Linked DNA regions of Mus musculus: regions 1, 3, 4, 5, 6 and 7 are each linked to region 2. Evidence: chromatin contacts called from public HiChIP or PLAC-seq and promoter capture Hi-C data. All regions are on one chromosome and are shown on one strand. The core of a region is the stretch at or near the end of the contact, and the rest is flanking DNA. Distances in the headings are between cores, read along the strand shown. Region 1 has its middle 17 kb from the start of Tcf7l1. Region 2 holds the start of Tgoln1 (trans-golgi network protein). Region 3 overlaps Kcmf1 (potassium channel modulatory factor 1). Region 4 overlaps Kcmf1 (potassium channel modulatory factor 1). Region 5 holds the start of Rnf181 (ring finger protein 181). Region 6 holds the start of Ggcx (gamma-glutamyl carboxylase). Region 7 overlaps Tcf7l1 (transcription factor 7 like 1 (T cell specific, HMG box)).

Region 1 (2,700 bases), core at 177-2,676, 190 kb before region 2:
TACCGCTGCCTGGATGCTTTTGAAAATTGTTGCCGGTTGTGGTGGTGCACTCCGGTAGGATTTGCTGAAGGAGGCAGAGGCAGGAGGATCATGAGTTCGAGGTCAGCCTGGGCTACATATTTTGGGGTTGGAGAGATGGCTCAGTGGTTAAGAGCACTGACTGCTCTTCCAGAGGTCCTGAGTTCAATTCCCAGCAACCACATGGTGGCTCACAACCATGTGTAATAGGATCTGATGCCCTCTTCTGGTGTGTCTGAAGAGAGCAATGGTGTACTCATATACATAAAGTAAATGAATAAATATTTTTTTAAAGATTTATTTATTTATTATATGTAAGTACACTGTAGCTGTCTTCAGACACACCAGAAGAGGGCATCAGATCTTGTTACAGATGGTTGTGAGCCACCATGTGGTTGCTGGGATTTGAACTCCGGACCTTTGGAAGAGCAGTCGGGTGCTCTTACCCACTGAGCCATCTCACCAGCCCAAATGTGTAGCCCAGGCTGGCCTCGAACTCGTGATCCTCCTGCCTCTGCCTCCTTCAGCAAATCCTACCGGCGTGCGCCACCACTGCCGGCAATATTTTTTAAAAAAAGAAAAGAAAAGAAAATTTTTGAGATAGAACCAAGTGTTAGGCCTGGAGGTACACCCTTGTCATTTCAGCACTCAGGAGGCAGAAGCAGCAGGATCGGGAATTTAAGATCATTGTCAGCTGTTAGTGTACAGCTATAGTTTATAAATTACCCTAGGCTAAATGAAGCTCTCTATTAAAAAAGACAAAAAGATGCCAGGTGGTGGTGGCACAAGTCTTTAATCTCAGCACTAGAGAGGCAGAAGCGGGCAGATCTCTGACTTTGAGGCTAACCTGATCTACAAGGAGAGTTCTACGACAGCCAGGGCTACATGGAGGAACCCTGTCTCTAAAAACAAAACAAACAAACAACAACAACAACAAAGAGAGACAAAAGGATGAAGCTGGAAATATAGCTTAACTGGTAGAGGGCCTGGGCAGTATAACTGAAGCTCTTGACTCCGTTCCCACCACTGCAGAGACCCTGTGACCTCAGGGAGGTGGGAGCGGAGGATCAGAAGTCCAGGGTCACTCTTGATTACATATAGAGTATGAGGCTAGCCTGGGACACATGAGACACTGTCTAAAGGAATAGAAAAGTCAAGAGATTTCAAAAATGGATCCAGCTTGGGTCTCTAGCTCAGTCATAAAGCATTTGCCTAACACGTGCAGGCCCTGGGTTGGGTTCCCTGAACCACACGCAAAACAGCAAATTTGGAAGATCTTACACATGTGAAAAGCAGGAAGACTCACACCCACCAAGCTCCGGGGAGTCATTTGAGCTATGTTGTTCATCACACAGCCAGTCTGAGAAGGGCAGCCATGAATCACCTCCATAAAAAGTCACTTTAGTACAGGTTTTATGGTTCTTTAATTGGTTGGCTTGGGCTCTTTGAGACAAGGTCTCACTCTCTAGCCCAGGCTGGTCTGGAATATGTGGCAATTCTCCTGCCTCAAATTTCCAAATGCTGAGAGTACTGGTATGTGCCATGGCATCTGGCTTCCTTTTAGGTTTCAGTGGAGAAAAAGGCATACATTACACGCCATCTCTCATTGTACAGACACACTGCAGTGTGGGGCTTCAGTGCAGGGCTCTGCCCGGGACGCATCTTCAGTGGTTTGATCCTTTTTGGTTTTTCGAGACAGGGTTCCTCTGTATGGCCCTGGCTATCCTGGAGCTCACTTTATAGACCAGGCTGGCCTCGAACTCAGAAATCTGCCTGCCTCTGCCTCCCAAGTGCTGGGATTAGAGGCGTGTGCCACCACGCCGGGCCTTTCTTCTTCTTCTTCTTCTTCTTCTTCTTCTTCTTCTTCTTCTTCTTCTTCTTCTTCTTCCTCTTCCTCTTCCTCTTCCTCTTCCTCTTCCTCTTCCTCTTCTTCTTCTTCTTCTTCTTTTTTTTTTAATGTTTTTGTTACATTTTCTACTTGTTTTTTTGGAGACATGCATTTACCCATGCCTATAGAGGTTCGGGGATACATGCTGGAATTGGTTCTTCTCTTCTACCACGGAGTTTCCAGGAATCAAACTCAGGTTGTCAAGCTTGGCAGCGAGTGCCTTTTCCAAGTAACCCATCTCACTGTCCTCCTTTTCCAAATTACAGTAGTGTGTGTGTATGTCTCACGCGCACCTGCCTGCCTGTGAGGTTGTGCGCATGCGCATAGGCATGTGTGCCTCAGAAGGATGTGGAAGCCAAAGAGTAACATGTGTGAGTTCTCTCTTTTCACCTCGTGGGTCCTGGGTTTGAACTCAGGTTGTCAGGTTTAGCAGCAAGCACATTTATCTACTCAGTGATCCGCCTGACAGACACACACACACCTCTTTTAATAAGATTTTAATCTTGCATAATATAAAATAACCGGGGCTGGTGAGATGGCTCAGTGGTTAAGAGCACCGACTGCTCTTCCGAAGGTCCTGAGTTCAAATCCCAGCAACCACATGGTGGCTCACAACCATCCATAACAAGATCTGATTCCCTCTTCTGGTGCGTCTGAAGACAGCTACAGTGTACTCACATATAATATAATAAAATAAATAAATCTTTAAAAAAATATATATATATAATAACCAATTAAATTGTTTTGTTTTGCTTCTTTGTTTGTTTAGAAAGGTTCTATCTATGCAGCCCTGG
Region 2 (2,700 bases), core at 123-2,622:
GGAATGTGGGTCCTCCGGAAGAGTAGTCAGTGTTCTTAAGCACTGAACCATCTCCCTAGACACTAAAGATGTCTGTTGCTGTTGTTTTTCAAGACAGAGTTTCTCTGTGTAACCCTGGCTATCCTGGAACTCACTCTGTAGATCAGGCTGGCCTGATTCAGAGATTTGCCTGCCTCTGCCTCCTGTGTGCTGGGACTAATGTTGTGTCCCACCATCACCTGGCTCTCTAAAAAAAGTTTTTTTAAGTATATTTCTTTTAAAATTCTATTTTGTTGTTTGCATTATAAGAATGTGTTGCTTGGGCTGGAGTGATAACTCAGCAGTTAAGAGCACCACTGACTGCTCTTCCAGAGGTACTGAGCTCAAATCCCAGCAACCATATGGTGGCTCACAATCATCTGTAACAAGACCTGATTCCCTCTTCCAGTGTCTGGTGACAGCTACAGTGTACTCACATATAATAAATAAAATAAACCTTAAAAAAAAAAAAAAGAATGTGTTGCTTGTGTGGTGTGGTGGTGCATGTCTTTAACCCCAGCACTCAAGAGGCAGAGGTAGGTGGATCTCTGTGATTGCAAGGCTAGCCTGGTCTACAGAGCGAGTTCTGTTAAACAGAAGAACCCTGTCTTGGAAAGAAAAAGAATATATATGTGGTGAATGAGACAAGAGTGTTTGTCTAGTGTGCATAGAACCACGATTTGATTGCTAGTACCACATAAATTGGAGACACAAGCCAGTAGTCCAGTAGGAAGATCAGAAACTCAAGGTCTTCCTGTTTGAGTAACAAAGTACCTTACTTCCTGGATTGGAGAGATGGCTCAGGGCTTGTTGCTCTCCCACAGGAACAGAGTTCAGTTTCCAACACCCACAGAGTTTGAAACGCTTGAAGCTCTAGCTCTAGGGCATCTGATGCCCTCATCTAGCCTCCAAGAGCACCTACACACAGGTGGCAGACACACATACACAAATAAAAATAGTAAATCTTTGATATTTTATTTCTTAAATAAATAAATAGCCCAACAGGGGCGTGGTGAGGCACCTGTAATCCCAAACACTCAGGAGGCAGCAGGTGCCCACATAGCAATATGGTTTCAAACACATAGAAATTCAGAAGAACAAACAAGAAATCAAAAACCTTGGTAAATTCAGAGGGCCCTGGATACAGCCAAGAAAGGGATTAGGATCAGGATGAAATGTGTTTGCTTCTAGATGGGCAAGTGCTGAAGAGAGTACATTTGTTTGTGAAGTGAGAAAGCAGCATCGGCAACGGAGAGGTTGGAAACACGAGCAGAGGATGCGACAAAGAGGCGCCCGGCCCCACGACCCTACATCATAAGCAGCGAAGGCGACGCAGCACCTGCCGGTCGCAACAGCTTCCGAAAAACGAGGCCAAGTGAACAAGAACGAGATCGCCGAGCCCCGCAGACTGCTGAGAAACAGAAGGGACTTGGGGGGGAATAAAGAGCTGGACTTGACTTCCGGCACTCTACCGGAACACACAGACAACGGCTGCTGTCGCCCGGTAGCCCCACCCCTAAGGCGGGGCTGCGCCGGAAGAGAAACAGTCCGCCGGAAAGGGAGGGGCCACGCTCGGGAAAATCTCGTGCGCCGCTCTCACGTCATCAGAGGGCGGAAGCGCAGACTGCAGGATGCGGTTCCAGGTTGCGTTGCTCCTGCTGAGTGTCGCGGTGGCGAGTAAGGACCCCCACCCCAGCCCAGCTCACTCTCCCCTTTAGGTTCCCCATTCCTCACCTTGGTGGGTCGCTACGGGAGCCGGCGTCTTTCTTGTCTGGCCCGACCCTGCTCTAGCCATCTCCGCTTTCCCATTCGGCCATCCCCGCTAGGCTCTCAGAAGTCAAGCCCGCTTCTCTTCTTCCGAGGACTTACTGTTTTTTGTTTTTTGTTTTTTCTGTTTGTTTCAGGAGCTCTGCCGTCCGTTTATAAGAGAGACGCCGACTCAGGTGACTCTCAGAATCCTCCGAATCAGCCTTCCAAACAGTCCTCCACTCCCCTGCCTTCTTCTAACCAGGTAAAGACTACAAGGCCGACCGACGGTCAGGGGCAGAAGTCAGATAAAAAAGACCAGGACAAGACGACTTTGGCAGCAGTTTCCAGTAAGGCGGAATCTGGGCCGCGGACCGCCGCGACCGATCACAGTTTGGGTGATTCCAGAAGGCAGCCCGAGAAAACGGATGCCGAGTTGAACGAAACTGCGCGGCCCCTCTCACCAGTCAACCCCAAACTGGAAAAGTCTGATCAGAGCTCCACAGAAGATTCAGGCAAGCCCACAGGAGGTAATTCTGGCAAGCCCACAGGAGGTGATTCTGGCAAGCCCACAGAAGCTGGTTCGAATAAGGCCACAGAAGATGATTCTGGCAAGTCCACGAAAGTTGATTTGGACAAGCCCACCTCCAAAATCTCCCCAGATACGGAGACTTCGAAGACTGACAAAGTCCAGCCAACTGAAAAAGGACAAAAACCAACACTTACTTCCAAAACTGAATCTGGGGAAACACTGGCAGGGGACTCTGACTTCTCTTTAAAGCCAGAGAAAGGAGATAAGTCTTCAGAGCCTACTGAAGACGTGGAAACCAAGGAGATTGAAGAGGGTGACACAGAGCCGGAAGAAGGCTCACCACTTGAAGAAGAGAATGAAAAGGTGCCGGGCCCTTCCTCCAGTGAGAACCAAGAGGGGACACT
Region 3 (2,700 bases), core at 179-2,678, 250 kb before region 2:
ATGGTTTGTAGATCACTCCCTGTAGAACTGGGAGTCTTGAGTTGATGTTCTTGCTGTTCCTCAGTCCCTGGGATGATCCTTCAGGAGCAAGCTCTGCTGTCAGAGCTGAGAGCTTCAGGGCTTGCCTAGTGTCCTCTCCTCATTGGTAGCTCTCACTAGGCCAACCTAGCTACCAATGCATTTCCACTGCTATTAATTATTACATAGGACAGTGCAGGGTCCTCAGCCCTCCTAATGCTGTGACCCTTTACTACAGTTCCTCGTGTTGTTGTGATCCCTAGCCATAAAATTGTCTCATTGCTGCTTCATAGCTGTGATTGTGCTGCTGTCACGCATTGTAATGTAAAGACTGTGTTTTCCAGTGGTCTTAGGTGACCCCTTTGAAAGGGGTTGAGACCCATAGATTGAAAACCAACAGACATTGTGGAAAAGGGAATGTGGAAAAGGGCCTTACCTCTGCTACTAAAGAGATACTCACCTCTTCCTCTCTCCCTCCCTCTCTGGGCCTCCCGTTGACAAACAGATGAGAAAGCAGCTGTCTGAGGAATCTGGAGAACTGAGCTGGCAGATCCCAGCCAGGGTTTCCTAACTTTGATATTCTGAGCATTTGGAGTCATAATCATTGTCGCGCCTGTCCCCCAACCCCCTCCCGGGGCGGGGGGCGGGGTGAGTAACAGTATCTGCTAGTGGCTTTTATACCCATCCCATTGTTACGACTGTGAATACCCTTACTGTGTCAGATGCAGGGCACTGAGGCAGCCCTAAGAGAAGAGAATGCTGGTGTGCCTCGGCCCACCTTTCAGTGTGGAGAGATTCTCTTCCGGACCCCCGTGTGCTGCAGTTTCAGATGTGTGCTATCACCCACTGCTTAGTTAGTTTCTTTTTAATTGGTGTAGAAAGTGGAAATGAGCGGAGTGCTCACTGTCTGTGCATCAGTCACTCCTACTTCTGTCTAGAGGTTTGCATCTGCCCTCCGTTCCTTCATTTGAACTCAGTAAAGAAACTGTAGTCAACACTAGAATGTTGAAGGTGGGGTTTGAGAAGACTGATAGATTTCCGATGACTTAACCTAGAAGGAAAGACAATGGTTGACAGTGTGCATGGTGCATTTTACAATAACTTGGTGTGTGTGTAGAAAACATGGAAGAATTGGCATCGAATTCGAGTGTTTTGTAGAGAGCAAGTATTGGGAGACTGCTTTGTACAGAATCATGACAGAGAGAGAGACTACATCAAGTAAAATGTCTCCAAAGCAGACCAGGAAAAAATATTCTTGTAATGTAGTAGAAGGAACTTGACCAAGAACTGGTCTCAAGTGCATATGCAGATTTTTTTAAGCTCAAGTAGCATTAAAAGCAGTGTGTGAACAGTGTGTTTTCTGTGGCCTGCTTGTATCAAGTACATCAAGGACTTCTGCTTTTCTCTTTCCCTCATTGCTTTCATTTTTAAAACAAACACACAGTTTAAAAGTTTTGACAGTAGGTCAAGGCACTCCAGTGAGAGGGGGGATCAAGGATCCAGATTGTGTTTTACTTTAGGTCCTTTTGCTGGCAAAGGCATGTGAGCAGCCTCAGCTGCGGGCAGCTGCTGGCCCTGTGCTCAAGCAGTCTGCACACCCTAGGTTTCCTAGCGCGCCTAGCTCAGCTCGTGGAGGAGCTACTCAGTGACCTGGAGACGTGACTGGTTCTATAGGAGTTAGACAAGTATGAGCTTCAGAATTCAGTTCTCAAAACAACACACAACCACAGTTTTAATGAATACATTTGCCAGGTCAACTGTTTTACCCACTTATGCCTCATTATAAACCAGTCCTCCTGTCAGTAAAAGTCATCTTTTGCTCTAACATAGAATTAGTTGCCTGGTTCCACCTGCACCACTACGGAAACAAAGTTTCTGAGCACTTTAATCCCAGCACATGGTAGGCAGAGGCAGAAGGATCTCTGAGTTTGAGGCCAGCCTGGGCTACAGAGTGAGACCTTGTCTAGAAAAAAACAACAACCAGTGGAACAAAAGACAAAGGCTTAAAAATTCCTCCAGGCTGACATGAGGCAGTGTGCCACCCCAGTGTTGATGAGACAGTTTAACCATAGGAGCCAGTACAGTACTGCACATACAGCTGACTACACATTGTGCTCTTGTGTCGTTTGTGGTGTAGTGGGTTGAACCTTGGGCCTTCTGCATGCCACACACGTGCTCTTCCACTCACTCAGGTTAGCCCCTTTGCTGCTAGTGTTGAATTCTTACCTGGCATGATTTAGTATGTTTTCCACATATGTATATAACCATACACGGTGATGTATGTTTTAAATTTTACATGGGGTGGAAGCTGGAGAGATGGCTCAGTTTTGGTAAAATGCCTGTCTGCCTTACAACTACAGGGACCTGAGTTTGACTCACTAGCACATGTAAAAGATAATCCTAGGGCTGGGGTCAGGGTGAGGGAAAGCAGAGACTGCTTGGCTTATTCAAGGACCTTGTCTTTTTTAAAGAGGGGGAGGGGGCTGGCTGGAGAGATGAGTCAGTGGTTAAGAGCACTGACTGCTCTTCCAGAAGTCCTGAGTTCAAATCCCAGCAACCACATGGTGGCTTACAACCATCTGTAATGGGATCAGATGCCTTCTTGTGTGTCTGAACACAGCTACACTGTACTCATAAATAAAATAAATAAATCTTTCTTTAAAAAGATTGGTCATTGAGGTA
Region 4 (2,700 bases), core at 10-2,509, 230 kb before region 2:
GCATACCTGTATTCAGGAAGAGTACAGCGGGAAAGAGAAAGGTCCTTAGTGGTTTAGAGCTGCACTCGAATCAGTGCCCGCTCTGCTGATCCCAAGCCTCCAGCAGGCAGCAGTCGCTTGCTTGCTTTGTTTTGTGTTTTGTTTTTTCAGAGGAATTTCCACCAGGATTTTCTCCAAAGCTAGTCTGGCTGCCTCTATGGTTTAGTTTCTGTGTTTGCTCGTTTGTTTTGGTTGTTTATTTGTTTTGTTTTGTTTTCAGCCTCACCGAATCCACTGAACTCAGGTTTGAAACACAGTGTGGAGATTTATCCGAACATAACTCACGTGTTGAGGTCACCAAACAAAGCGTCCCAAGCAGACTATAGAACTTGGCCTCGCCGTTCATTATTCATGGACTTTTTACCAATACAGTCTTTCCTTTTTTACCTGTACAGGTTGAATGATCCCAAAATGTCTGAAGCAGAGCGCCAGTCCATGGAGAGCGAGCGTGCGGACCGCAGCCTGTTTGTCCAGGAGCTCCTTCTTTCCACGTTAGTGCGCGAAGAGAGCTCGTCCTCAGATGAGGATGATCGGGGGGAGATGGCAGATTTTGGTGCTATGGGCTGTGTAGATATTATGCCTTTAGATGTTGCTTTAGAAAACCTAAATTTAAAAGAGAGTAATAAAGGAAATGAGCCTCCACCACCTCCTCTTTGATGACCTCCCCACTCGAAGACAATGTCCTCTGTGCTGTATTTGCCAATGAAAGTGGACAACAGCTATCCTGGGTTTGTGTGGTGATTGTAATTTCAGGTCTGTCACTCTTGTTACATTGTGTACATTCAAAAGGAAGAGAGAAATATATATGATAATCATTTCCACTTAACTAATTTTTACTTCTAGCAGGTAAATGTAGGTAGCAGTGCAGGGTGATCTCTGCTTCCTGTACCTTGACATGCAAAAGGCTCTCCTAATACTCCACATTCAAACTGAAGAGGAAAATTGAAATCTCTAATGAAGCTGCTGTGTGTATTTATGAATATTAATGAATAAAAACTGCTTGGATGGTTTACCTAACTACTGCATGAGGTTTTTTGCAGCGTGCATGAGTTTCAGTGGCCTTGTTATTTAAAAATTAAATACAAGGAGTAAAACTTAAAAAAATAAAATTTAAAAATAAAAATAAAATACAAAGCCCAAAGCTTTCCCAGCGTTATCCAATGGTTACTGGCAGAGTAGCTTTTGAATAATGTCTGCCTGACTCACCCTTATCCATGTGCCTCCTACGCACAAAGCCAGCTCTGCAGTGGAACCCAGGGGGCCTAGCCAGCTACAGCGCTCCACTGTATGACTGTCCTGTCGCCCTGTTAACCAGTCCAGCCTGTCTCTGTCTCTTGTCTCACCAGAAGACACACCAGTAAAGGCGGGGTCCTCTGCAGGGCGACTGTGTGCCCTTTAGACAAATCCTGTTTGTGTTTGTTGGAAGTTTTTACTTTTTGTGGTTGTTTAAAATTTTTTGATTGTTAAACATGTTCATTCAGGTGTAGATGGATTTCATTTATTCACTGTTCAGTGCAGTTAACCTGAATTATGTTGTCTTGTTTTTTAAAATCTCACCACCTCAATCATACTTTGTGCCGTTTATGTGTGTGTGTGGTTTGCTGAGACAGATCAGTATCAGGGGAGCCTTCCCACACCTTACCAACCAAATTCTTAATGCTTATTTTAGCACCTTGTATTTATTGTTTTTCCCCTCCTGGCATAAAAAGTAAAGTTTTTTAATTGATTCATGCCACCCATATGCCTATGTTATCAATCCTGTGTGTTGAAAAAAGAAAAAAGTAGAGCTGCCTTGGTAGTTAGGGTGTGGAGGATGGGTGCTTTCTGTTTGTCTCCAGGTTTCACACTGGCTCCAGGGAGGGGCAGAGGCTCTGCGGGGGTGGGGCAGTTTTTGAAATGTAAATTTAGAACTTTTAAAAAAGATGCGCAGCTTCTGATCAATTTCTATGAGACTTAATCTAATCATGTCTGGCTCCGGCCCTCTTCCCTGTGAGCCGTCCGTCCTCTGTTGGTTCTCTCTCCCGCCATCTTGTCCTCCCCTCTGTTTTTCATGACAAGCATACAGACTTGAACACCCCTGGGTGCTGTCAAGAACTGTGAAGTCCATGGTCATCCAAATCTACCAAAAAAAGAAGTCACCCTCCATGTCTAAAAAAACTGTCGCTTCTCCTCGGAAACTTGAGACTCCACCAGCTTCCAGATACAGTAGCTGTTTTCTTTAGTCTTTGATGGAAATCTTCTGAAGGAACCGCCCTCGCTGGGCTCCTGGTACACCAGAGGTCAAGGCCGGTGGGGTTTTCTTTTTTTAATTGGTTGTTGAGAAGTTTCAGAAGTTCGTTTTCCAGCTGTGGTCATTTCAGACACATCTGCACCATAACTCACACATTTCAATAAAGCATTTTCAAGACTGTTGGCCACTCGAATTTCTTTGGTGTTGAATTAACCTGACCATCATTCAGAGGATTTTTTTTTTTTTTTAACATCTCTAATGCAGTTTTTTTTTTTTTTTTTTTTTTTTTTTTTTTGCTTTTTGTGCTAAACACAGAGTTACTGGTTTTGTGTGGATGTATAACCTTGGATGTGAGAAAGAATAACTGCCAATTGTGTACTTTCCCTCTTCTGCACAAATTCTGGGAAAACATAAGATCCTCCATTTTCAAC
Region 5 (2,700 bases), core at 35-2,534, 250 kb after region 2:
AGATAACAAACATACAGGGCTTAAGACAATACTGTTTGTTTGTTTGTTTGTTTGTTAGAGGCAGTGTTTCCCTAAAAGCCCAGTGGCCTCTTAAATTCTGAGACGATGGGTGTATGCCACCTTGAGAGCTCTAAGCACTTGTTACCTTCCTTGGGTTTATTATCATCTTCCTCTTCTGAGAAAGATGGGGGGATAGCACTTTGCCCTGCTAGGTGGGTCAGCAGCACTCACTTTGGGCAAGCTACTTCTGAGACCCAGGTCAGTGGTAGAGCAGATGCTCAGCATGAACTCTAAGGCCCCTCTGAGGTGCCGCACTACAGTACTAGACAATTACAATCAGGTATTTATGGAATGCTCTTTTCCTGAATATGCCTCTCCTTTGAATTTTTTTAAAGACAGGATTTTACTATGTAGCCCACGCTGGTCTTAAGTTTGCAATCCTCTGGCGGTCACTCCCCCCCTTTTCAAAAATTTCAAAAAAATTTATTTTATAACTATGTGTGCTTTGTCAGGTGAATGTAGGTACCGGGGAGGAGGAGCAAAGAGGCATTACCTGGAGCTGGAATTACAGTAAACTGCCCAAGTTGAACTCCTAATCATGCATGGTTTTGTCTATTTTCCTTCTTTTATTGTTTATATTTATTTGTTTTAATTTTTATTTTTATTGATTGAGACAAGGTCTCAACTTTTTAGCCTTGGCTGGCCTCCCACTCACAGAAAAACACCTGGCTCTGCCTCCTGAGTGCCAGACTTAAAGACATGCACCATCGATTGCTTTATTTATTTATAATACGAGTGGGTGTCTTGCTGCATGTCTGTCTGTCTGTCACTTATTTGCCTGGTGCCCGCAGAGCATCAGACCCTCTGGAAATAGTGTTGTGCGCCATCCAGTGGGTGCTGGGACTAAAACTTGGGTGCGCTGAGCCATCTCTCCAGGCCCTTCACCCATTTTTATGCATAAAACATAATCAATGCGTGGGAATTTTCCTTTCAGGGAGTAGGTGGAACATGCAGGTAAACTCAGCCAAGGAGACACAGTAGAGATACTTCCGGCTTGGACTGGCACTTCTAGAAACCGGCGAGAGCCCTCAGATCCTGGCTCCGAAAAGTCCCCGGAATTTCCTCTTTCTCCAACCCCATTGGCTTTAGTCTTTGGTCACCTGACTTATCCAACCAACGAGAGGCGGCTGCATCGGTACTTCCGCCTCTGTGTGCGAGTCACTATGCCCACCCCAGGAGCACTCTGATTGGCTCTCCTCTTGAAATTCGATCGCTTATTGGCCAGCGCTGGATTCGGCTCTCCAGCGGCAACCTAAAGCTGTGTCAGACAAGCCCGGCAGCCCAGGAGCCATGGCGTCTTATTTTGATGAGCACGACTGCGAGCCGTTGAACCCTGAGCGTGAGGCCCGCAACAATATGTTGCTGGAACTCGCGAGAAGAGTGCGCGGGGCTTGGAGCTGGGCCCCGGGCGGCAGGTTTCTGGGTTGGGGTTTGGCGGAGAGGGCGGGTTAACCTGGGAGGTGGGGTAAATAATGTTAGTCAGGGCGACGCGATTAGTCGAGTCGGAGTCGTTAATTTGGGCTATTAATGAGTAGGGCCCGCCAGGGGATCGTGGGAAAGACGAAGATAGAAAGGGTGGGTGTAGCAAAGGGAGGCACGGGACAAGATTGTCATGGGGGCGGACACGGCCTGTGCCCAAGTGTGTAAACTGGGTAGTGTTTTGCTAGTAATAAGCAAGGAGAGAAACTCACTGCTGTCCTGGAATCAACTTTGGCTTATTCCTGAACGACTTCTTTGAGACTGCTATTTCTAGTAAAATGGGAAAGTTGCCTGGAGTGATAGTGCACACCTTTAATCCAACTACTTGGGAGGTAGAAAGAAAAAGGGAAAAGCGAGCCGGGGTTGATTGAGAGCTGTGCTGGTGGGTTTGTTTCGTGTGTGTGTGTTTTGCTTAGAGACAATCTCACTATGTATCCCTGACTGGCCTCGAACTCACAGCCTCCCAAGTGTTGTGACTAAATGCATGGGCCACCACCTCTGGCTCCCACCCTACTGAGGAGCTCTTGTGCACTATTCGTTATTATTACTATTTTAGCCAGGACAGGTATTTCCCAGTGGATTATGGGGGCCGGAACTAGATGATTTCCTTAGTTCTGATTTATACTTTCTCCCTCAGATCACTCTTTAATAGGATGGACTTTGAGGACCTGGGATTGGTAGATTGGGAACACCACCTTCCCCCACCAGCTGCCAAGGCTGTGGTGGAGAGCCTCCCTAGAACAGTCATCAGTAGCGCCAAGGCTGGTGAGGACACAAGGCCTTTTTTGTTTTTTTTTTCTGTTTAGGGCAGATAAGCCAGACCTGCCTGCCTGCCGACTCCCCCTAGCCACCAACAATCTGGCCTGTTAGTGTTCTAGGCCAAGCCTGTGTCTGAGTGGGAGGTTGGGTTGGGCCTTAACTGCTCTCCTGATCGACACTTCCTCTTCAAGATCTCAAGTGCCCCGTGTGCCTTTTGGAATTTGAGGCGGAGGAGACTGTGATTGAGATGCCCTGCCATCATCTCTTCCATTCCAACTGCATTCTGCCCTGGCTAAGTAAGGTACTCGGTCCATCCCTTCCCGGCCCCAACACCAGTTCCCGCCAGTTCCTAAGCGGCTTTTTTTTTTTTTTTTTTTTTGGTAATGGACTGGGGTGAAATCA
Region 6 (2,700 bases), core at 60-2,559, 200 kb after region 2:
ATATATGAGTACACCGTAGTTACCTTCAGACACACCAAGAGGGCATCGGATCCCATTACAGATGGTTGTGAGCCACCATGTGGTTGCTGGGAATTGAACTCAAGACTTCTGGAAGAGCAGTCAATGCTCTCTTAACCTCTGAGCCATCTCTCCAGCCTGCAACTGATCTTCCAAAGGAACAGAGTTCAGTCCCCATCACCCATATCAGGCAGCAACTACCTTTAACTCCAGCTCCAAGGGGTCCAACTCCCTCTTCTGGCTTCTACAAGCAAGCACACGCCTGGCCTACAATCACACAGACACTGCCCTGGTTAATCTTCGTCACCTAAAAACAAGCTAGAGGACCTCAACTAAGGAAATACCTCGAAGAAATTGGCCCGTAAGCATTTATGTGAGAGGGCACAGCCTACTGTGGATGGTGCCACCCTGGGCAGGTGATCCCTACTGGTAGAAGAAAGCAGGTTGAACAAACCACGAGGAGCCAGCCAGCATCTACAAGGTTCCTCCATGGCCTCTTCTTCAGTTCTGGTCTCCAGATTCCTGCCCTGACTTCTCTCCGAGATGGACTACAACTGTAAGCTGAAATGAACTCATGCTTTTCCAGGTTGCTTTTCATCATGGTGTTTTTATCAGAGTAATAGAAAGCAAACTAACACATACATACATACACATAAACAAAATAATGATAAATCTTAAAAAGAAATAAGATGACATTTTCCCACCACTACCACCACCACCTCAACCAAAATGTCCCCATCCAGAAAATGGACTTACCAAAGAGAAAACGAAAGACAGCCAGGTTTGCAGGGTCCGTTGGTTTGTTAAGCAGGGTCACGACACTCTGCCAGCTAGATAAATCTGTCCATTCAAACCCTAAAATTTTCTCCATTCGGCTGCCCTGTTTCAGTCCTGATGTCTGTGCAGACTTGTTTTTCTGTACTTTATCTACAAACCAAGACCTGGGGTCAAAAAGTGCGTGGGAAAACCGCAGTCCCTACAGTCTAGGACCTCCACCCACTGGGTTCTTCCACTGATCCAGCTCCTGCAACCTTCTGAGTCTCAGGTCATCCAAGATTCTCCTACGATCTTCCAACACAGACCGCCATCTCTCTCAATAAGCCACTTCCCCACTAAGACCACCGTGCCTCTCGCCAACCCTCAGCCTACCTGAGGCGGGAGCAACCAGTGCGGAGCCGCGGTGCACAGCCATGACTGCAGGGACAGGTGAGCCTCTCTGCAGCCAGGTCGGACCCAGTGGAACCTCCAGACTTAGACTTGCTGTCTTAGGCCCCGCCTCCTCGACACGTAAGCACTCGCGCGGACGGCCGGAAAGCGCCCGCACTGTCGTGAAGGCCGGAACCCCCGGCCCCGCACTGAAGCATAGGGGGCGTGGGCTAGGAGTGTGGGCGGGGCGATCCTGAGCCGAGCCCTGAGCTCAGAGACCGGGTGGGTATGAGGACCTTTGGGGATGGGCAGCGCAGGCGCTTGCTAAATCTAACTTTGGCATTGAGAGGAAGGAGTGACAGTTTTCAGAACAAGTGTCTCTCTCTATACTACTAGCTATCCCATCACATACTTGAACTTCAATCTCGACGCCTGCTTTGCTGTTTTTAGATTGGATCTCTTTTTGTAGTTTTCTCGCTTATGTAAACCAGACTGGCCTCAAATTCACCTGCTTCTGCTTTTGGAGTGCTGGAATAAAAACACTCACCACCATGCCTGCTTTTGAGACCGAACTAGCCTCGAACTCCCAGCAATCCTTCTGCCACTCTGCCTCTGTCTCCCACATTTTAGGATTTAAAAACTAAGAATTATACTTTCCTAATTTCATTGAGTCCTTCCCGAACCCCATCAGGAGTCTCCAGGTTTGAACATCCCGTCCCTGCACCCCCTCCCAAAAAGTCGCGAGGTGCAAAAGGGTAGACTTTTCTGCAGATGTGGGTTGGGGAGTTAAAGACGCACTTGGAAGGGGCTGGGGAGATGGCTCAGCATTTAAGAGCACTGATTGCTCTTCCATTGATCCTGAGTTCAATTCCCGGCAACCACATGGTGGCTCACAACCATGTGTAATGGGATCCGAGGCCCTCTTCTGGTGTGTCTGAAGGCAGCTACAGTATACTTATATACATAAAATAAATAATTTTTTAAAAGATTTATTTATTTATTATATGTAACTACACTGTAGCTGTCTTCAGACACTCCAGAAGAGGGCGCCAGATCTTGTTACGGATGGTTGTGAGCCACCATGTGGTTGCCGGGAATTGAACTCAGGACCTTTAGAAGAGCAGTCAGTACTCTTAACCCCTGAGCCATCTCTCCAGCCCAAAATAAATAATTTTTTTCCATTTTTTATTAGGTATTTAGCTCATTTACATTTCCAATGCTAAACCAAAAGTTCCCCATACCCACCCCACCCCCCAATCCCCTACCCACCCACTCCCCCTTTTTGGCCCTGGCGTTCCCCTGTACTGGGGCATATAAAGTTTGCAAGTCCAATGGGCCTCTCTTTGCAGTGATGGCCGACTAGGCCATCTTTTGATACATATGCAGCTAGAGACAAGAGCTCCGGGGTACTGCTTAGTTCATATTGTTGTTCCACCTATAGGGTTGCAGTTCCCTTTAGTTCCTTGGGTGCTTTCTCTAATTCCTCCATTGGGGGCCCTGTGGTCCATTCAATAGCTGACTGTGAGCATCCACTTC
Region 7 (2,700 bases), core at 95-2,594, 140 kb before region 2:
GCCAGGCTCTTCCTGAGAGGGCTGGGATTTATAATTACAGAGTCATTAGCCTGGAATGCTAAGAGCACCGACCATCCATCAGGATGTTAGTTGGTGGTTTGGGTTTTGCTTGAGTGATATAGTTAGACAATTAAACTCATTGTGACCTAAATGAAAGATCAGAATTGGAAGAAAAACTCCGTGTCTCTCTTTTATATGCATGTATGTGTGGTGTGAATGCATGCATGTTTGTGTGTGTATGCATGCATGTGTGTGGAAGAAAGGCTTTGGCCTTGGGGGGGAGGGGTCTTCCTGCAGTCACTCTCCACCATGTCCACAGCGAGGCAGCTCTCTCACTTGAACAAAGGGTTTGCCCACTTGGGTATCCTTGCTCTGGGGATCTTCTCTCCTCTTCCTTCAGGTCAGGATTACAGGTAGGCAACCATTGCCTGCTTAGCCTCACACCGATGTAGCAACAGCAAGCACATTACTCAGGGAGCCATCTCCCTAGTTGCCAGAGGTTTTTTTCTCTTAAATTTGTTTATTAAGAATTCCGCAAGTACTGTATTTACATCATTCCCGTTCCTCAAGCCCTCCCACCCCTGTCTCTCTCCTCCAGTTCATGCCCTAGTCCTTAATTATTGTCATGCACACGTTTATAATACAGCCTGCTGAACTCATTTCGTGTGGTGGCTCCTTTGTATTTTAGGGCTGACTTCTTGCTCTGGGCAGCCATTGATACCTGCAGCTCTCCATCTAGGGGTGCATGCAGCCTTGTGAGAACTTCATCTGCATTTCTGTGCCTGTCACCGTGTTATCACTGCTCAGGGCTTGTTTAGGTGACCGCGGTTGTTGGGATTTTGTAGTTGCAGAGTCAGTGTCACACACTGCTGGGGTCTGGCATCTGGAGCTCAGTTGTCCTGTGCAGCTTGACCAGTTGTGGCTTTTGGTAATTGCCTCAATCTGCTGCAAACCGAAGTTTCTTCGGCTACCGGATCTAGCCAGACTGTGAGCCAGGAGACGGAGTCTGGGTAGGTGGGGGTCAGAGGAACTCGGCAGGCAAAGGTGATTTGTGATCCCCAAGACAGGAACTAGGCCAGCCAGCATGAGGGGCAGTTTGTTTGTTCTTTAATTAAAAAGAAAAGCATTTATCCATTTGCTATTTATTTACTCGTGTGTGTGTGTGTGTGTGTGTGTGTGTGTGTGTGCGCGCGCGCCCCCATGAACACGTACATATGGAGGTAACACTCATGGAGGTCAGAGAACAACTTGCTAGACTTCATACTTTCACTGTGTGTCTGTGGGAGAGAACTCTACCACTGTGGCAGGCCTGCTGAGCGGCCCCCCGGTGTGGTATTATTACTGAGAGCTGATGCAGTTGAAAGCAGCCTTCAAATGCAAACTTTGAAGTCCACTTTCAACTGCAACTTGGGCCCTTGGTGAGCTTGGAGAGGAGACAGACTAGAACACTTCAGAGTGAGGATGGCAGATCCTGAGGGCCCTTGTTGCCAAGGCTATGGAACAGGGAGCCGACTTGTCTGTTGCATGTACCCTCCCCACCCCCACCTTGGGATGTGAGGGAACTACCCTCACTCTGCTGCGCTGTCTGGGCTTGGGCAGAGTCAGTATCTTCCACAGATTGACTTCCTTCTCAGAAGTACCAAGTCTAGCATTTTCTTCAAAAGAAAATTGAGCTGGGAGTGGTGGCACACTTTAATCCCAGCACTTGGGAGGCAGAGGCAGGCAGGTCTCTGAGAGTCTGGGGCCAGCCTGGTCTACAGAGTGAGTTCCAGGCCAGCTAGGGCTATATAGAGAGACCTTGTACCCAAATAAATAAGTAAATAAGAAAGAAAGGAAGAAAGAAAGAAATTGAGCGATTGGGAATTTTAATTTTTATTAGTCTTTTGTCATTGCTGTTGCTATAATTTCTGTTTTGCTTTCTTGAGTCACAGGCTCATTATGTACCTCGGGCTGGCCTGAAACCTGGAGATATTCTGTGCCTCTCAAATGGCTGGGATTACAGATGTGCACCACAAAGCCCACCCTCATTATTTCCTTTTCTTTTTAAAAAATGTTCTTGGTGTTGTGGTATACACACACACACACACACACACACACACACACACACACACACAAAGGGTATCAGGAGTTCAAGGCTACCATGGTCTACTTTATGAGTTTGGGGCCAGCCTGGGCTATAGAAGACAAAACAAACAGATTAAGGAGCAAAGGGCCATGCCTGTGCTTCAGAGCACGCGCGCGTGCGCCATCTCAACGACCGTGGTTCCCAGAGTGTGTGGTGTCTGTCCTGTCAGCTTGCCTTCTGCAGCTAAATCACGAAGCGAGGGTGTGTGCGCTCCTTCCTCTTCCCCTCCTCCTCTGTCACTAGAGTTGCCTCTGTGTCAGATAGGTCTTAGTTCTGAGTATGCCAAGAAAGAGAAGTAACACCCGTTGACCCGTCCAGTAGTGACTCTGAAAACTTGTCCCTTCCCTGGGCCGGGGGAAGCCGGGTGAGCAGCAGGTATGGTGGACCCTGCTGTGGCTACCGCACTGGAGTTGCTTACAGGAAAGAGGTCGAGTGACCTCAGAGACAGAGACTGACCTTGGAGTTTCCTGCCTAGGGACAGCGCGTCATGAGTTTTGTGTCTTCTTGTCAAGGAAAGAATGCATTTTTAGGTTTTATAGACATTGGAAGGATTGTTTCAGGATGCTAGGAAGAGC

What was found. HiChIP or PLAC-seq counts read pairs in DNA pulled down with a chosen protein or histone mark. Capture Hi-C pulls out chosen DNA fragments and counts their contacts.
Region 1: a contact with region 2 is called in an H3K4me3 HiChIP or PLAC-seq map of embryonic limb bud, with 2.5 times the contacts expected there. The contact joins the enhancer-like site here to the promoter of Tgoln1 in region 2. A contact is called at or near these places in 22 of 39 promoter capture datasets (the 3T3-L1 cell line, 3T3-L1-derived adipocytes, the C10 cell line and 15 more), 1 of 15 datasets of contacts at CTCF or cohesin (the NIH/3T3 cell line), 11 of 484 Hi-C or Micro-C datasets (the 3T3-L1 cell line, 3T3-L1-derived adipocytes, the HL-1 cell line and 6 more), 28 of 115 datasets of contacts at active chromatin or transcription factors (the HL-1 cell line, the NIH/3T3 cell line, the SCID.adh cell line and 19 more) and 3 of 9 other capture datasets (adipose tissue, liver and pancreatic islet).
Region 3: an H3K4me3 HiChIP or PLAC-seq map of bone marrow-derived macrophages shows a contact between it and region 2, with 5 times the contacts expected there. The contact joins the enhancer-like site here to the promoter of Tgoln1 in region 2. A contact is called at or near these places in 10 of 39 promoter capture datasets (the HPC-7 cell line, the SN4741 cell line, cranial neural crest and 6 more), 1 of 15 datasets of contacts at CTCF or cohesin (the NIH/3T3 cell line), 18 of 115 datasets of contacts at active chromatin or transcription factors (the 230-238 cell line, the NIH/3T3 cell line, the SCID.adh cell line and 10 more) and 4 of 9 other capture datasets (adipose tissue, liver, macrophages and 1 more).
Region 4: a contact with region 2 is called in an H3K4me3 HiChIP or PLAC-seq map of embryonic stem cells, with 45 read pairs. The contact joins the enhancer-like site here to the promoter of Tgoln1 in region 2. A contact is called at or near these places in 15 of 39 promoter capture datasets (the 3T3-L1 cell line, the C10 cell line, the HPC-7 cell line and 10 more), 3 of 15 datasets of contacts at CTCF or cohesin (the NIH/3T3 cell line, embryonic stem cells and stem cell-derived epiblast-like cells), 17 of 484 Hi-C or Micro-C datasets (the HL-1 cell line, MC3T3-E1-derived osteoblasts, the N1E-115 cell line and 7 more), 25 of 115 datasets of contacts at active chromatin or transcription factors (the 230-238 cell line, the NIH/3T3 cell line, bone marrow-derived macrophages and 16 more) and 4 of 9 other capture datasets (adipose tissue, embryonic stem cells, liver and 1 more).
Region 5: a promoter capture Hi-C map of adipose tissue shows a contact between it and region 2. The contact joins the promoter of Rnf181 here to the promoter of Tgoln1 in region 2. A contact is called at or near these places in 18 of 39 promoter capture datasets (the 3T3-L1 cell line, the C10 cell line, HPC-7-derived erythroid cells and 11 more), 5 of 484 Hi-C or Micro-C datasets (CD4 T cells, CD8 T cells, the G1E-ER4 cell line and 2 more), 9 of 115 datasets of contacts at active chromatin or transcription factors (the SCID.adh cell line, bone marrow-derived macrophages, double positive thymocytes and 6 more) and 4 of 9 other capture datasets (adipose tissue, embryonic stem cells, liver and 1 more).
Region 6: a contact with region 2 is called in a promoter capture Hi-C map of liver. The contact joins the promoter of Ggcx here to the promoter of Tgoln1 in region 2. A contact is called at or near these places in 10 of 39 promoter capture datasets (cranial neural crest, embryonic stem cells, erythroid cells and 5 more), 2 of 15 datasets of contacts at CTCF or cohesin (the NIH/3T3 cell line and large pre-B cells), 7 of 484 Hi-C or Micro-C datasets (B cells, the C10 cell line, CD8 T cells and 3 more), 24 of 115 datasets of contacts at active chromatin or transcription factors (the 230-238 cell line, DN3 thymocytes, the NIH/3T3 cell line and 16 more) and 4 of 9 other capture datasets (adipose tissue, embryonic stem cells, liver and 1 more).
Region 7: a contact with region 2 is called in an H3K4me3 HiChIP or PLAC-seq map of embryonic stem cells, with 16 read pairs. The contact joins the enhancer-like site here to the promoter of Tgoln1 in region 2. A contact is called at or near these places in 4 of 39 promoter capture datasets (the 3T3-L1 cell line, cranial neural crest, liver and 1 more), 1 of 484 Hi-C or Micro-C datasets (liver), 9 of 115 datasets of contacts at active chromatin or transcription factors (the 230-238 cell line, craniofacial prominence, embryonic stem cells and 4 more) and 2 of 9 other capture datasets (adipose tissue and liver).

The regions. Positions count from the first base shown.
Region 1 is chr6:72,804,842-72,807,541 of GRCm38.p6, reverse strand. No RefSeq gene overlaps it. Among named protein-coding and RNA genes, the nearest start is that of Tcf7l1, 17 kb to the right of the region's middle. Within about 2 kb of position 1,426, at least 18 of the 459 cell types and tissues checked have an H3K27ac peak or open chromatin away from gene starts, as enhancers often do. A contact at or near this core is called in embryonic limb bud, where this site is marked.
Region 2 is chr6:72,615,672-72,618,371 of GRCm38.p6, reverse strand. Tgoln1 (trans-golgi network protein) reads left to right here and starts at 1,372. Exons shown (of 4, transcript NM_009443.3): 1 at 1,372-1,695; 2 at 1,923-2,700. The coding sequence starts at 1,650.
Region 3 is chr6:72,867,704-72,870,403 of GRCm38.p6, reverse strand. All of the region lies in intron 1 of Kcmf1 (potassium channel modulatory factor 1), which reads left to right. Among named protein-coding and RNA genes, the nearest start is that of Kcmf1, 31 kb to the left of the region's middle. Within about 2 kb of position 1,428, at least 67 of the 459 cell types and tissues checked have an H3K27ac peak or open chromatin away from gene starts, as enhancers often do. A contact at or near this core is called in the HPC-7 cell line, adipose tissue, bone marrow-derived macrophages and 3 more, where this site is marked.
Region 4 is chr6:72,840,865-72,843,564 of GRCm38.p6, reverse strand. Kcmf1 (potassium channel modulatory factor 1) reads left to right here. Exons shown (of 7, transcript NM_019715.2): 7 at 435-2,451. The coding sequence ends at 696. Among named protein-coding and RNA genes, the nearest start is that of Tcf7l1, 53 kb to the right of the region's middle. Within about 2 kb of position 1,259, at least 13 of the 459 cell types and tissues checked have an H3K27ac peak or open chromatin away from gene starts, as enhancers often do. A contact at or near this core is called in embryonic stem cells, where this site is marked.
Region 5 is chr6:72,361,016-72,363,715 of GRCm38.p6, reverse strand. Rnf181 (ring finger protein 181) reads left to right here and starts at 1,284. Exons shown (of 5, transcript NM_025607.4): 1 at 1,284-1,475; 2 at 2,177-2,304; 3 at 2,490-2,599. The coding sequence starts at 1,351.
Region 6 is chr6:72,412,917-72,415,616 of GRCm38.p6, reverse strand. Ggcx (gamma-glutamyl carboxylase) reads right to left here and starts at 1,309. Exons shown (of 15, transcript NM_019802.5): 1 at 1,168-1,309; 2 at 775-945. The coding sequence starts at 1,210.
Region 7 is chr6:72,752,670-72,755,369 of GRCm38.p6, reverse strand. The region is part of intron 3 of Tcf7l1 (transcription factor 7 like 1 (T cell specific, HMG box)); the gene reads left to right. Among named protein-coding and RNA genes, the nearest start is that of Gm31249, 14 kb to the right of the region's middle. Within about 2 kb of position 1,344, at least 22 of the 459 cell types and tissues checked have an H3K27ac peak or open chromatin away from gene starts, as enhancers often do. A contact at or near this core is called in embryonic stem cells and liver, where this site is marked.